Regions from separate parts of the Sus scrofa genome. Here regions 1, 3 and 4 are each linked to region 2. The links are chromatin contacts, called in public HiChIP or PLAC-seq and promoter capture Hi-C maps. All regions are on one chromosome and are shown on one strand. The core of a region is the stretch at or near the end of the contact, and the rest is flanking DNA. Distances in the headings are between cores, read along the strand shown.

Evidence for each region. Promoter capture Hi-C pulls out the DNA fragments that hold promoters and counts their contacts. HiChIP or PLAC-seq counts read pairs in DNA pulled down with a chosen protein or histone mark.
Region 1: a contact with region 2 is called in an H3K27ac HiChIP or PLAC-seq map of alveolar macrophages. The contact joins the enhancer-like site here to the promoter of FGGY in region 2. A contact is called at or near these places in 1 of 5 promoter capture datasets (liver), 5 of 47 Hi-C or Micro-C datasets (heart right ventricle, liver and skeletal muscle) and 2 of 2 datasets of contacts at active chromatin or transcription factors (alveolar macrophages and skeletal muscle).
Region 3: a contact with region 2 is called in an H3K27ac HiChIP or PLAC-seq map of skeletal muscle. The contact joins the enhancer-like site here to the promoter of FGGY in region 2. A contact is called at or near these places in 2 of 5 promoter capture datasets (fetal skeletal muscle and liver), 10 of 47 Hi-C or Micro-C datasets (brain, embryonic fibroblasts, fetal heart ventricle and 5 more) and 2 of 2 datasets of contacts at active chromatin or transcription factors (alveolar macrophages and skeletal muscle).
Region 4: a contact with region 2 is called in a promoter capture Hi-C map of liver, with 6 times the contacts expected there. The contact joins the enhancer-like site here to the promoter of FGGY in region 2. A contact is called at or near these places in 1 of 5 promoter capture datasets (liver), 7 of 47 Hi-C or Micro-C datasets (heart right ventricle, liver, mesenteric adipose tissue and 2 more) and 2 of 2 datasets of contacts at active chromatin or transcription factors (alveolar macrophages and skeletal muscle).

Annotation. Positions count from the first base shown.
Region 1 is chr6:153,504,148-153,506,847 of Sscrofa11.1, reverse strand. No RefSeq gene overlaps it. Among named protein-coding and RNA genes, the nearest start is that of JUN, 180 kb to the left of the region's middle. Within about 2 kb of position 1,392, at least 23 of the 83 cell types and tissues checked have an H3K27ac peak or open chromatin away from gene starts, as enhancers often do. A contact at or near this core is called in alveolar macrophages, liver and skeletal muscle, where this site is marked.
Region 2 is chr6:153,211,891-153,214,590 of Sscrofa11.1, reverse strand. FGGY (FGGY carbohydrate kinase domain-containing protein) reads left to right here and starts at 1,412. Exons shown (of 16, transcript XM_021097811.1): 1 at 1,412-1,536. It overlaps LOC102165506 (a long non-coding RNA gene), which reads right to left and starts at 1,339. Exons shown (of 4, transcript XR_002345481.1): 1 at 1,169-1,339; 2 at 599-659.
Region 3 is chr6:152,829,641-152,832,427 of Sscrofa11.1, reverse strand. All of the region lies in intron 14 of FGGY (FGGY carbohydrate kinase domain-containing protein), which reads left to right. Among named protein-coding and RNA genes, the nearest start is that of HOOK1, 120 kb to the right of the region's middle. Within about 2 kb of position 1,462, at least 15 of the 83 cell types and tissues checked have an H3K27ac peak or open chromatin away from gene starts, as enhancers often do. A contact at or near this core is called in fetal skeletal muscle, retroperitoneal adipose tissue and skeletal muscle, where this site is marked.
Region 4 is chr6:153,560,925-153,563,755 of Sscrofa11.1, reverse strand. No RefSeq gene overlaps it. Among named protein-coding and RNA genes, the nearest start is that of JUN, 120 kb to the left of the region's middle. Within about 2 kb of position 1,330, at least 76 of the 83 cell types and tissues checked have an H3K27ac peak or open chromatin away from gene starts, as enhancers often do. A contact at or near this core is called in alveolar macrophages, liver, mesenteric adipose tissue and 2 more, where this site is marked.

The sequences.
Region 1 (2,700 bases), core at 143-2,642, 290 kb before region 2:
TCAGCTATTGCTGCAATAATGCTAGGTAACAAGCCACCCAAGACTCAGTCACTTACAACTATAAGAATTTTTTCTTGGGAGTTCCTTTTATGGCTCAGTGGTTAACAAACCTGATTAGGATCCATGAAGATACGGGTTCAATCCCTGGCCTCACTCAGTGGGTTAAGGATCTGGCATTGTCCTGAGCTGTGGCGTAGGTCACAGACACTGCTCAGATCCCACGTTGCTGTGGCTGTGTAGGCTGGCACCTATAGCTCTGATTCAACCCCTAGCCTGGGAACTTCCATATGCCATGGGGGTGACCCTAAAAAAGCAAAAAATAAAAATAAAATAAAATAAAAAATTTTTTTCTTCTCACTCTTGGGTTTGTGGGTTGGCTGGGTAGCTTGGGTTCCAGCTTCAGCTTAACTGGGGCTGTGGGTCAGGTGTGGGTCTGTTGCATTTGTCTCATCCTGTGAGCTAGGGTGAAAGGTAGCCTCTGGTTACTCCTTGCATGGTAAATGAGCAAGTAAGCAGACAAAAATGTAATGAAACAGGTAATACCTCTTAAAATTTCAGCCCAGAACTGCCATGCCGTCATTTCCCCCTTTTGCCCATCATTCCTTTGCCCATGATAAAGCCCAATATCACTGGACAGGAGAATGTATTTGCTCAGTCTAATGGGAAGCCCTACAAAGTCAAATGAAAAGTGTAAAATTCTAACATAAGGAGAGAAGGGAAAATTGGAGAAAGGTCCTGGGCTTCACAAGGAGACTTAATTTCAAATTTGAGTTACGCTTAACTGCTTTGGAAACTAGAGAAATCACTTAACTTTTCTGAATCTCTTTCCTTCTTACATACTGAGTGCTTACAATATACTGGTCACTGAGCTAAGTATTTTATGAATGTTGTGTTTGTAAGGTAGGTAAGGTAGATAGATGTTCAGCCCCAATTAAATGGAGGAGAAAACTGAGATTGACGGAGGTATGTGACTTGCCCAAAGTCACATGCATTCAGAGTTTCATACCATGTTTCTCTGAGCCACCTCTTCTTACTTGAAAGAAGGTGTGTATCCTCTCTGCCATGTAAAGGGTGCTTGTTTCAGGTGAATTTCTGTCTTCTTTCACCTTATAGAATCCTGGAACCCCCAGGTCACTGGACTTTTGCTTTCTGGTGAACTTCAACCAAGGGATAACCAGCTGATGTGACTGGCCACCACCACCCTAGTTTCAAAGTTCATTGTGGTTAAAAAAAAAAGTAAGAGCTATTCTTAGCAGCGATTGGAGGGTGATCTCACTTCCCAGTCACGAGTCTTCGGGAGGAAGGACACTTGAAGCAAAGCCTGGACAGTGTTGATGGTGCAACGTGTTTGGTGCAGAGGCAGATTTCGTAATTGCCATGCCTGTCAGGTGATGCCTTGGCCTCTGTTCCCCGGATATCTTTCCACTCTGGGGCCAGCTGTTCTGACATCGCTGGGGAGGGACAGGTGGCAGCTTCTCTTTTGCAAGACTTGATTCATGTGGCATGGAAGATACGAGCAAGAGCAAATCTTGGATCAGACAGACCCTATTTGAATCAAGGTTGTGCTTCTCTCTCTCTGGGTAGCCTTGCTCTCGGCAAAGCTGTTCCCTTTGCTTGCTTAACACCCCCACCCCTGACTTCTCAGAGTTAGCTCTCTCTGCCTAAATGTCCCCTCATTCACAAGGTCTTCTCTGACCCTCTCCAGCTCTATGCTCCCTTAACACCCTGGACACTCAGGCCTGGCACTCAGGCTTTCCTATTTACTCGCTTATTTGGCTATCTGCTACTAGGATACCTATTCTGAGAGGGCAATCCCTGCCTCATGTCCCACTGAAATCCTCCTTGCTTCCTAGTGCCTAGGGCATAGGACCCACTCTATGAACATTTATTTTGTCTAAAGAATTCAATAATAAATTACTAGAAGCAGGCTGCTGCTTTCTCTGGCAGATTCAACATTGTCGGGGCTGTGGAAGACACTTGGCTCTAGGTCCTTGCTACTTAAAGTGTGGTCCATGGACCTGCATCCTCTGGGAACTTGTAAGAAAAGCAGTTTCTCAGGCCCCATCCTAGACCTACTGAAACAGAAGCTGCCTTTTAACCAGATCTCAAGTGATTTGCATACACAGAAAGTTTGAGAAGCACTACTCTCGACAACATGAGGCTATTTTTAGAAATCACATCCAAGTGTGGAATCTTGTTTTGGGATATTCAAAGACTGCCTCTAAACCAGCTCCACTGCAGAACCCACCCACTAGTTTTAAGTGTACAGACTCTGGGGGGTACTGCTTAGAGAGAACTGCCGCTGTTTGGGTGGACAGGTGATCTGTTTATTAAGCAAGTGATTGCCTAGGTCCTTCTAATGACTAGTTTCAAGAGCATGCTGGATGCCCCACGGAGCCCTGGGGAATTTTCTATTAACTCTCTAACAGGGACATGGGGATGGGCCAGTGCTTGGTATCTAGCCTCACTCCAGCTCTATATAAAGAGTAGTATAACCTCCTCTTTATATAGAAGGAGGCTGAAGTCCAGAGAAGGTAAGTCACTTGCCCATGGCCACACAGTCGGGGATGAGGTACGGTGGGGATATTACCTTTGCTCCAGGCTGACTCCCCAAGGAAAACCACCCTTCTAACTCATGGTGGTAAAACCCCTGCCTTGTTCCACATTCTGTCCTTTAAGTCTTCTTCATGAAGGACTAAC
Region 2 (2,700 bases), core at 163-2,662:
TCTTCCAGGAAGAGTTATCATCATAGATAACTGCAGTATGAACTAGGTGTGGTAGCCTGGGAGGAACCTAAGGTCTTCTTTTGTTTGTTTTTAATTCTTCTTCGTGTCCCACTATCTCTGCTTGACTCAACAAACATCTGTTTACCAAAATTTGCTTTTCCATCTCTATGTGAATTGCCTTCCTCCTCTTTGAAGACCCAAACCACTATCCCTAACCTCCTTCTTTTGTCTTTAGCTGAAGATGGTTTTACGGAGAGACTCTGTTTTTCTAGGTTTCTCCTATGTATACAAGTTATTAAACATTATTTGATTTTCTCCCATTAACATGTCTTAACATGAATCAACATGTCAATTCAATTCTTAGACCAGCCAGAAAAACCTACAAGGATAGAGGAAACTTTCTTTCTCTGGCAACCCCAAACTAGGACTTCTAGCAGATGCAATTAATCATGTGGCCCTGGCCTCAATGAGCCAGAATCCTCACCTGTAAGACCAGGATAAAAGCACGCATTTGGGGTTGTTATGAGGAAAGTAGAGTGACTTTCATGCACATGGCATAGAGTCCCGTTCAGTGAAATCAGTTATTACCTAGGCTTACCTCTCATAACCGATGTGTCCTTTGAAAACCACTTCCTTTTACTGCACCTCAGTCTCCTTTTCTAGGAAAATAAAGAGTTTGGATTTGTTAAACTATCTTCCATATCTCAGTCCCATCAGCCTAGGAACCTGCCTTTTTAAAAGATCTGGCTCAGCTCAGCTCACGTTGGAATCTACTTTCCTTTTACTGTGTATCACAAAACAAGCTAAAAAACGTGTCTGACGCTCTGCATCTGTAGAGCGTCAAAACAGGGACAAACGATACCTAGCTTACTGGAAACATAAAGACGTGAAGATTACGTGAGATAGAGTGTCCGGGACCCATCAGCTTGTAACTGCCTTGAAGGCTGGGACCCATCTGTTTTGCAGATTTACAAGCCTGACACCTCTTCAGAGGGTTGGGTCACAAAACTAGATGAATAAATTCACGTGAAGTATCAGGAGCAAGACCTGGCACAAAGTAAGCATTCAATAAATATTATTAATTATTTTAACACCTGTCTGCAAGAGTTCGGGTACTCAGTATATGGTTGAGAAGTTAACATGATACACATTGGACACACACACCCACCAGAGGCTGCTGAGAGTTTGCGTGGGCGAGTTCTTGGAGAAGAGCCCCCAGAGCAGGACACTGAGAGGGCAGCGGCCACTTTGGGCCTTTGAAAATCCGGGAAAGCGGGAAGATCCGGGCGGAGGCTGCGGACCTAGCTCCCAGCCGACGCAGCACAGCACGAGGCGACGGCGGGCAGGCACCGACCAATCCGGGGCCTGGTTCAAAGAGCCAATCGGGGCGCGCTTTACAGGGGCCGCGGCCTTAGGGGGCGGGGCAGGGGGAGGGGCCACAGCCGCCTCCCGGACCGCCCAGCCCAGGCGCGGTGCGGCTCGGTGCGGTAAGCTGCAGAGCCCTGTTAACTAAAAATGTAATTTCAGATTGGACAAGTAAGTGATCCTCCTCTCGGTCCCACGTGTGCATCAGGGGCTTTAGCGGTTGCTCAGGCTCACAGCGAGCCGGTTCTCTAGCCTGAGAGCGCTGGGCCGAAGCCTCCCTCCCTTTTCCCGCAGCCGGCGCCTCCTCTTCCTCCTCTGGCCGCTTAAGTCTTAGTGCTGGTCGTGCTTTGGCTCTTGTTGAGTCCCCAGTGTCCACTCCTTGGTGAGGCGTCAGGCCACTCAAGAGAAGGGTCAGCCTTGACTGCACCCTCAACACTGCCTAGGAGCTTTCTGAAACCTGGGGTCCTTTGCCCTCACTGTCCAGTTAACTAGGTTAATTTCCTATCTTTATCACACCTCTCCCCACCCCCCACATCTTATTTTAGAATGTTTCCCTAGGCATTTTTGAGCCTTTTAATCCCAGGCTGGCCACCTAAAGCCTTTTAAGGCTAGTGCTGCTTGTGATTATGTTTGAGGTGCAGTTTAATTTAGATGGTGTAATGCTCTTTGTCTATAGTTAAACTGCATAGGAAAGGCCTAGAGGTATCTTTCCATTTTTATTAATTTCCTTTTTTTTTTTAAGGATGAACAACATGCAAAATGGGGCATTTCCCTAATCATTGGCTATTTTCCACTAAAGCACTTCTCATGTTGTAACTAATTTCGTTTGTAAAGAGTCAAGTCATTTTCAAGATCTGGGAAAGCAGTCATCCTTAGGTTAATTTTTAAAGTGATATCAGAAGGAAGTGATTATGCTTTTGAATCCATAAGAAAGAAGGCAAGCTTTCTCTTAGTTCCTGGCTGTTAGACGGTAGTTTTGCTTTGTTTTGTTTTGCTTGCTTTTCTCTTCTTTGCTGTGATCCACCTTCTATCCTGAAATTGTGCTTTGTAAGTTGCCAGCTGGGTCTTCCAGCCTGCTGACTGCCTCCTGGTCTTCTGGGAGTCTCCTGTTAATTAGGCCCTGTGCTTGGCTTTTGACCTAGTGGCCACAGGCCTGGCTCTTGGAGGGGCCAGCTGAGGAGGCCCAGCGAACTCTTGTTAAGGATGATTAAGGAACCAGAGAGGCTGAGAGGGCCTGGAGATTGATTTTGAGGGGGAGGGAGATTGGGAGCCTCCCTGATGGATTTGGAAGTTTTGGGAGAAGGGAATAACCCAGAGAGTGGAGATCTGTGTCTT
Region 3 (2,787 bases), core at 213-2,712, 380 kb after region 2:
CCCACCTTCAAGGAGCTGACAGTCAGGCTAGAAGAATAAAAATGAAGCAACCTGAAACCAGAGAGTACCATTACATAAGCTGCTCCCTGGTAACAGCTACAAGCAAGAAAGAGAAGTGTGGTTTTGTATAAGACGGAGGGCTTGAAATGGAAATGCTAACTTAGGGAGAGCAGAGAAGCAGCAGGAAGTGGACTTTTCAGATAGTTGGTAATGAAAGCCGAAGAATAACACAGGCAAAAAAGATATCCACTCAAGTCCTAGGAAGGATCCCAACTGGGGAGTAACAATAGAAAGCTTAGTATGTAAGGGCCACACTTGATGGGGAGTAGGGATTGTCAGCTAGAAACAGATTGCTATAAACTGGATCAGGAGTCCTGGGAGCATCCTTTGCCCAACATCCCCTGACTCTTATCTATCTTTTTTTTTTTTTTTTTATGTAATAAGCTAATAGTCTCATTTTTAAAAAATGAACAACATTAAGTGCTTCTTAAATGATAACACTGCTTCCTGCTGAAGAAAAAAAGCCTGTAAATTATTTCAAGCCTGGGAGTAACAGCAAAGATTTATTATGTATCTCCAACAGTTTTGAAGACTCCCTGAAATTGAAAGGGAACACTTTAAATGCCCCTAGGAAGTTATCCTGTTTCACCAGAGTGCCTTTGTGTAGAGTGTTACATGTTTGGGGACATGGGGACTGACAAGGCACCTTCTGAGACAAGGCCGCTGAGATGGGAAGCCAGCAACTGCTTCACCCCACCTCACAATTGACCTCCCTTCCCCTCCCCCTCCCCCTCAGCTGACACTTTGGCCAGAGGAGCCTGGGTGTTGGATGGAGTTGATCAGACTGAAACTCCTACCAAGTTGGCCATGTCACTTTCAGCTGTCGGCATCTCTGATGAGGAGGGATCCGGACAGGCCAGGCTGGTTCAGATAACTGGATGACAGCAGTTGTTTTCACCCTAGGAAGCGGACTAACGGCTACAGACAGAAATCGATGGAGGAGAAAATTACAGACAATCCTAAAGCGGAGATTCGAGCAAGTGCTTAGACGATGAGGAAGCCGCTAGCTTTAGTGAATCTGGCATATTGTGGTGTGGTGGGGACTGGGACCCTTCTCTTCAAGGGGCTCCTGAAACGATAACAGAGGGTAGTCAGGAAGTGTCAGCAGTCATTGTGTGTATGACTATGGATTAACTCACTTAATCCTCACAAAAATCCCATGAGGTCCTGATCTGTCTTGTGCTTTGCAGATAAGGAGGCCTTTACAGATAAGGAGGCCAAATCACAAAGAGGTTAAGTACTTTCCCAAGGTTAGCTAGCTAGTAAGATACACTCCTGCCATGTTTTGAGCCTGTGGACTGCTCACTGGAATAATACTGGAACCCATCTGTAAAGCTGCCTTGGGATACTCCTCACAGTGGGCCCACGTCTACACGCACCCCCTCACCACTGCTTCTCTGCAGTGCTGCCCTAGGGTGTTTCAGTGTCGGCTTACCCCACCTGGGGGTGAGCTTCCGGGAAGGATCCCAGTCTCCCTTATCCGTAACTGGTAGCAGGTATGGCATGAGCAGGTGTTGTATTACCATGGAGGTGAAGTTGGCAGAGATTGCATATTCCCCCTGAGCTGCCTGAGAAGGCTGGTTACCCAAAAAGCCAGCCACTGAAAGGAACGGTGCTGCACTGGAGGAATGTGGATTGGAAGCCCTTAGCCGGTAAAATCCAAGCTAACCCCACTTAGCTCTTAGCCCTGTCTCTGCAAACAGCTTTCCGTGTTCATACCGGCCCCACCCCAGACTGTTCCTTGTGAGTCTCAGTTACTCTTTTTTCAAGGATACATACCCCAGCTTCACTTGTTGGTTCAGTGACTGAACAACTCGATGTATAACCCAGGACAAGAGGTCAACCTCTTTGGCCCTCAGTTTCCTCATCTTTACACTGAAAGAATCAGGTTCTGGTTTTCACAGAATGTAAAGTTGTGGACCATTTGTAAGGCCAGTGTATCAAACAGATAGAAGCTGAGCCGTGTCTCCTCTTTGCTGTGTCACTCCCTCCCTTTCCCCACCACATGGCAGCCTTGGAGGGTCTCATTTGAACTTAAGAAGCACTGGACTCCGGTTTCAAAGGCAATAACCCAAAATTATTAATTAACTCTAATAATAATACAATCACACAGTATTTCAAAATGGAACCCGTTGGGAAAGGTGGGTTCAGGGACTCTCAGTGAGACCCCTGTGTCCACTTGACTGTTGGATGCTGTGGGCTCCTGGGGGGTGGTGTCAGCTTGGCTTGACTGTGTACAGTGGGCTAGGGAAGCTAAAGCCTCAGCCCTGTCCTCCTTGGCTGGAAACAGACCGCGTGTCCTGGCACTGGTGAATTAGAAATTCTATCCAGCGACTCTTAGAGATTAATTTTCCGTCTGGGGATCTGACCTCTTGCTTCAGCAGCCGAGGGGATCAGACCATTCTGGGAGGAGTCAGCGAGCTAGCCCTCTGAAAGGCCTTCCTTTTCTTTCTCTTTTTCTTTCTTTTTTCAACTGTACGTTTCAAAGGGAATTTCTGATTACGTTGGGGGCTTAACACCACCAGTCTGAATCCCTCTTGGCATTTTCGAGCTTTGGAATATCCATACCACCCCCCACAACGGGGCTTTGTGCTAGAAGATTACTGAAGCTTTAACTCTATTTATGTCTTTGGATTTATTTAAAAACAAAAAAAAAAAAAAAAAAAAAAAACTTTGGGAGTGAGGGACGAATGCCCCATTTCTTTTTATTTATTCATTTATTTATTT
Region 4 (2,831 bases), core at 81-2,580, 350 kb before region 2:
GGGGTAGGAGGGAAGAACATAAGGGTCTTTTGAAGAGGAACAATGTTGGGATTATTGGTCTAGATCAGTGGTTTTAAAAAGAAAGCAAAGCTGTACTTTTAAAACACTTGCCACCAGGGGTTTTGATTCAGTGGATCTGAGATGGAGTGAGCTTCCCAGGTGATTCTGAGATGACCAAGTCAGTAGTACCTGGCTCTGGCAAGTACGGGTCCCTTTCTGTCCTAATTTTTCCTTTTTTGTCCCCATCTCACTCAGCTTGTGCTTGACACTTTGAGTAATGGGAGCTTACCACCTCACAAGGCAGGCTGCCCAACCCAACAGCCATACTGATAATAAGCACACCAGTACAGTGACCATATGTAGAGGTTTTTTTGTTTGTTTTTGTTTTTTTTTTTGTCTTTCTAGGGCTGCACCCATGGCATATGGAGGTTCCCAAGCTAGGGGTTGAATCTGAGCTACAGCTGCCAGCCTATGCCACTGTCACAGCAACGCCAGATCCGAGCTGCGCTGCTACCTACACCCCAGCTCACTGCAACCCAGAATCCTTAACCCACTAAGGCCAGGGATCAAACCTGTGTTCTCATGGATGCTAGTCAGATTCGTATCCACTGAGCCATGAGGGGAACTCCTTCTTTTGGATCAGAGGTACTAAGGTACAGATGCTACTGATTCTGGCGGCTAGGTATTATTTACCCCCATTTTATAGTGAAAGAAAGCCAAACTCCTGAGGTTTAGTGGTGCATTCAATGTCTCAGAGGGTGCAGGGCTGGGCCAGGATTCCAGCCACCCCTGGTGGCTGGTTAGCCCACGTGCTTCCCCCCGGGCCTGGAGCAGGTCCCGGGGTGGGGGCGGGGTGACTCCTGGGAGGAGGGGAGGGATCCCGGTCGCCACGTCGCCGGCCCTGCCTGGCTGCACACCGCGCTCCGCCCAGCCCTCGCGGGCCTCCCCATAGAAGGTAAACCCAGGCAGGATCCCATGAGAGCTGGCGGGGCCTGGCGCCCCGCTGGTTTCAGTTTCTGAAGAGCCCAGCCCTGAGCAAACACGGGCTGGGAGGAGGGTTCTGGAAGCCTTCCCAACAGATAGCAGATTAACTCGCTGCTGCCTGGGAGCCACCCACGTGGGGACGGGCTGGGTCACCAGCAAGCGGCCTCCCTGGCAGGCAGACAGTCCCTGCGGGGGGCCGGTCGCCCCTGGCTGCCCAGAGCCACCCGAAGCCGGAGAAGGCACACGCTGACCCGCCAAGACGACCTCGGTGCCAGTTCCAGTCCGGCTCTGGCCGGGACCTCCAGGCTGGGTGACAAGGCTGAGGGACGGCCCCAACCCCACCCTCCAAATAAGGACAGATCTTCCTGCTTCAGCCTGCCTCTCCAGGGCGTTCCTGTTCCAACGTGTACGCAGAACGCTTAGAATGTTTGTTTTCTTTCTGAGAAAGAGGCTGAGGGACATGGCCAAGGCCGGCGTGAACTCCAAACCCAGGGCATTCTCTGTCGGACATTTTTCGGGCCAGACAGACTCGGGTCTGAATACTAGTTCTGCCACTTCCTATCCAGGAGACCTTCGTGTAAATTTCTTCATCTCTCTGAGCCTTATTATTCTCATCTCTAAAATGGGGATAATGCTACCTATCTCTAAGATAGGTTCTGTGGAGTCGATTAGATAGATACAGATTATACATATTAAGTATTTAGTGCCCTCAATCAATGCCAATTAACATTATTATTAATTATATTGTTACTACAAATGACTAATAATGACACTTAGGATTATTATTACTAATGCAACTGGGAGCATGGGTGTAAAAAAAATGGGCTCAATTAAAATTTTTTACTGAGGGAAATAGTTTTATGAGAGGTAAATAAAGATTGGAATAACACTGGGTCGCGAGCACATGATCTCATTTAGTATTCAAACAGCTTCACAAGGCAGGTGTTATTATCCCCATTATACAGGTGAGGAAGCTGAGGCCCCTGGAAGTTAAGTAACTAGGCCATGTCACACACTGTTCATACCTGGTATCCTGGCCTCCGGAGCTCTGTGATGATATTCCCTAAGCCTTAGCTACCTCAAACTTCCCCACCTCAACAAAGGAAAACTCTGGAAATGATAAAAGTCACCTCCTTCAGGCTGCTTTCTTAATTCTCTCTCTCCTCCCCTAGTAGAACAAACGCTCCCTCTTTTGTTCTCCTGGTGCGGGTAGCATGTGACTACACACCCTTGTGGGCTGTCTCTCTTCTCCAGGGAGTGTGCTTCTCAGAGGCAGACACTGTACACTTTTTTGCATGTTGGGAAGGTCTGTACGCTGTTGTTGTTAAGTACAGACTTAGGAGCCCAACTGCCTGGGCTCAAACCCTGGCTCAAATCGTGGCTTTACTACTTGTTGGCTGTGGGCTTGAGTAAGAAACTTAAGTTCTCTCTGCCTCATGCCCCTTATCTGTAAAATGGAAATTAACACTAAAAACAGCCTCATGGGAGTTCCCTGGTGGCCTAGTGGTTAAGGATCTGGCCTTATCACTGGTTCAAGTCACTGCTGTGGCAAGGGTTTGACCCCTAGCCCAGAAAGTTTCCCATACTCTGGGCATGGCCCAAAAAAAAAAAAATGCGTCTTGTGTGGACTTGCTGTTGCATTGAATGGACATTTAGATCTAGATCAATATAGATCTAGATACCCTACTGTGAATCTCTTGAGTGATAGGTGTCCAATGAATGAAGACAAATTGCTAAAGTCCTGAATTTTCCTTGTTAACAGAAAGTGAAACGTAAAAAGACTGTCACTGAGCATGGGTCAGTGTCAAGGGACCCAAGATCTGGTTCTGAACCTGTCTCTTAATTTA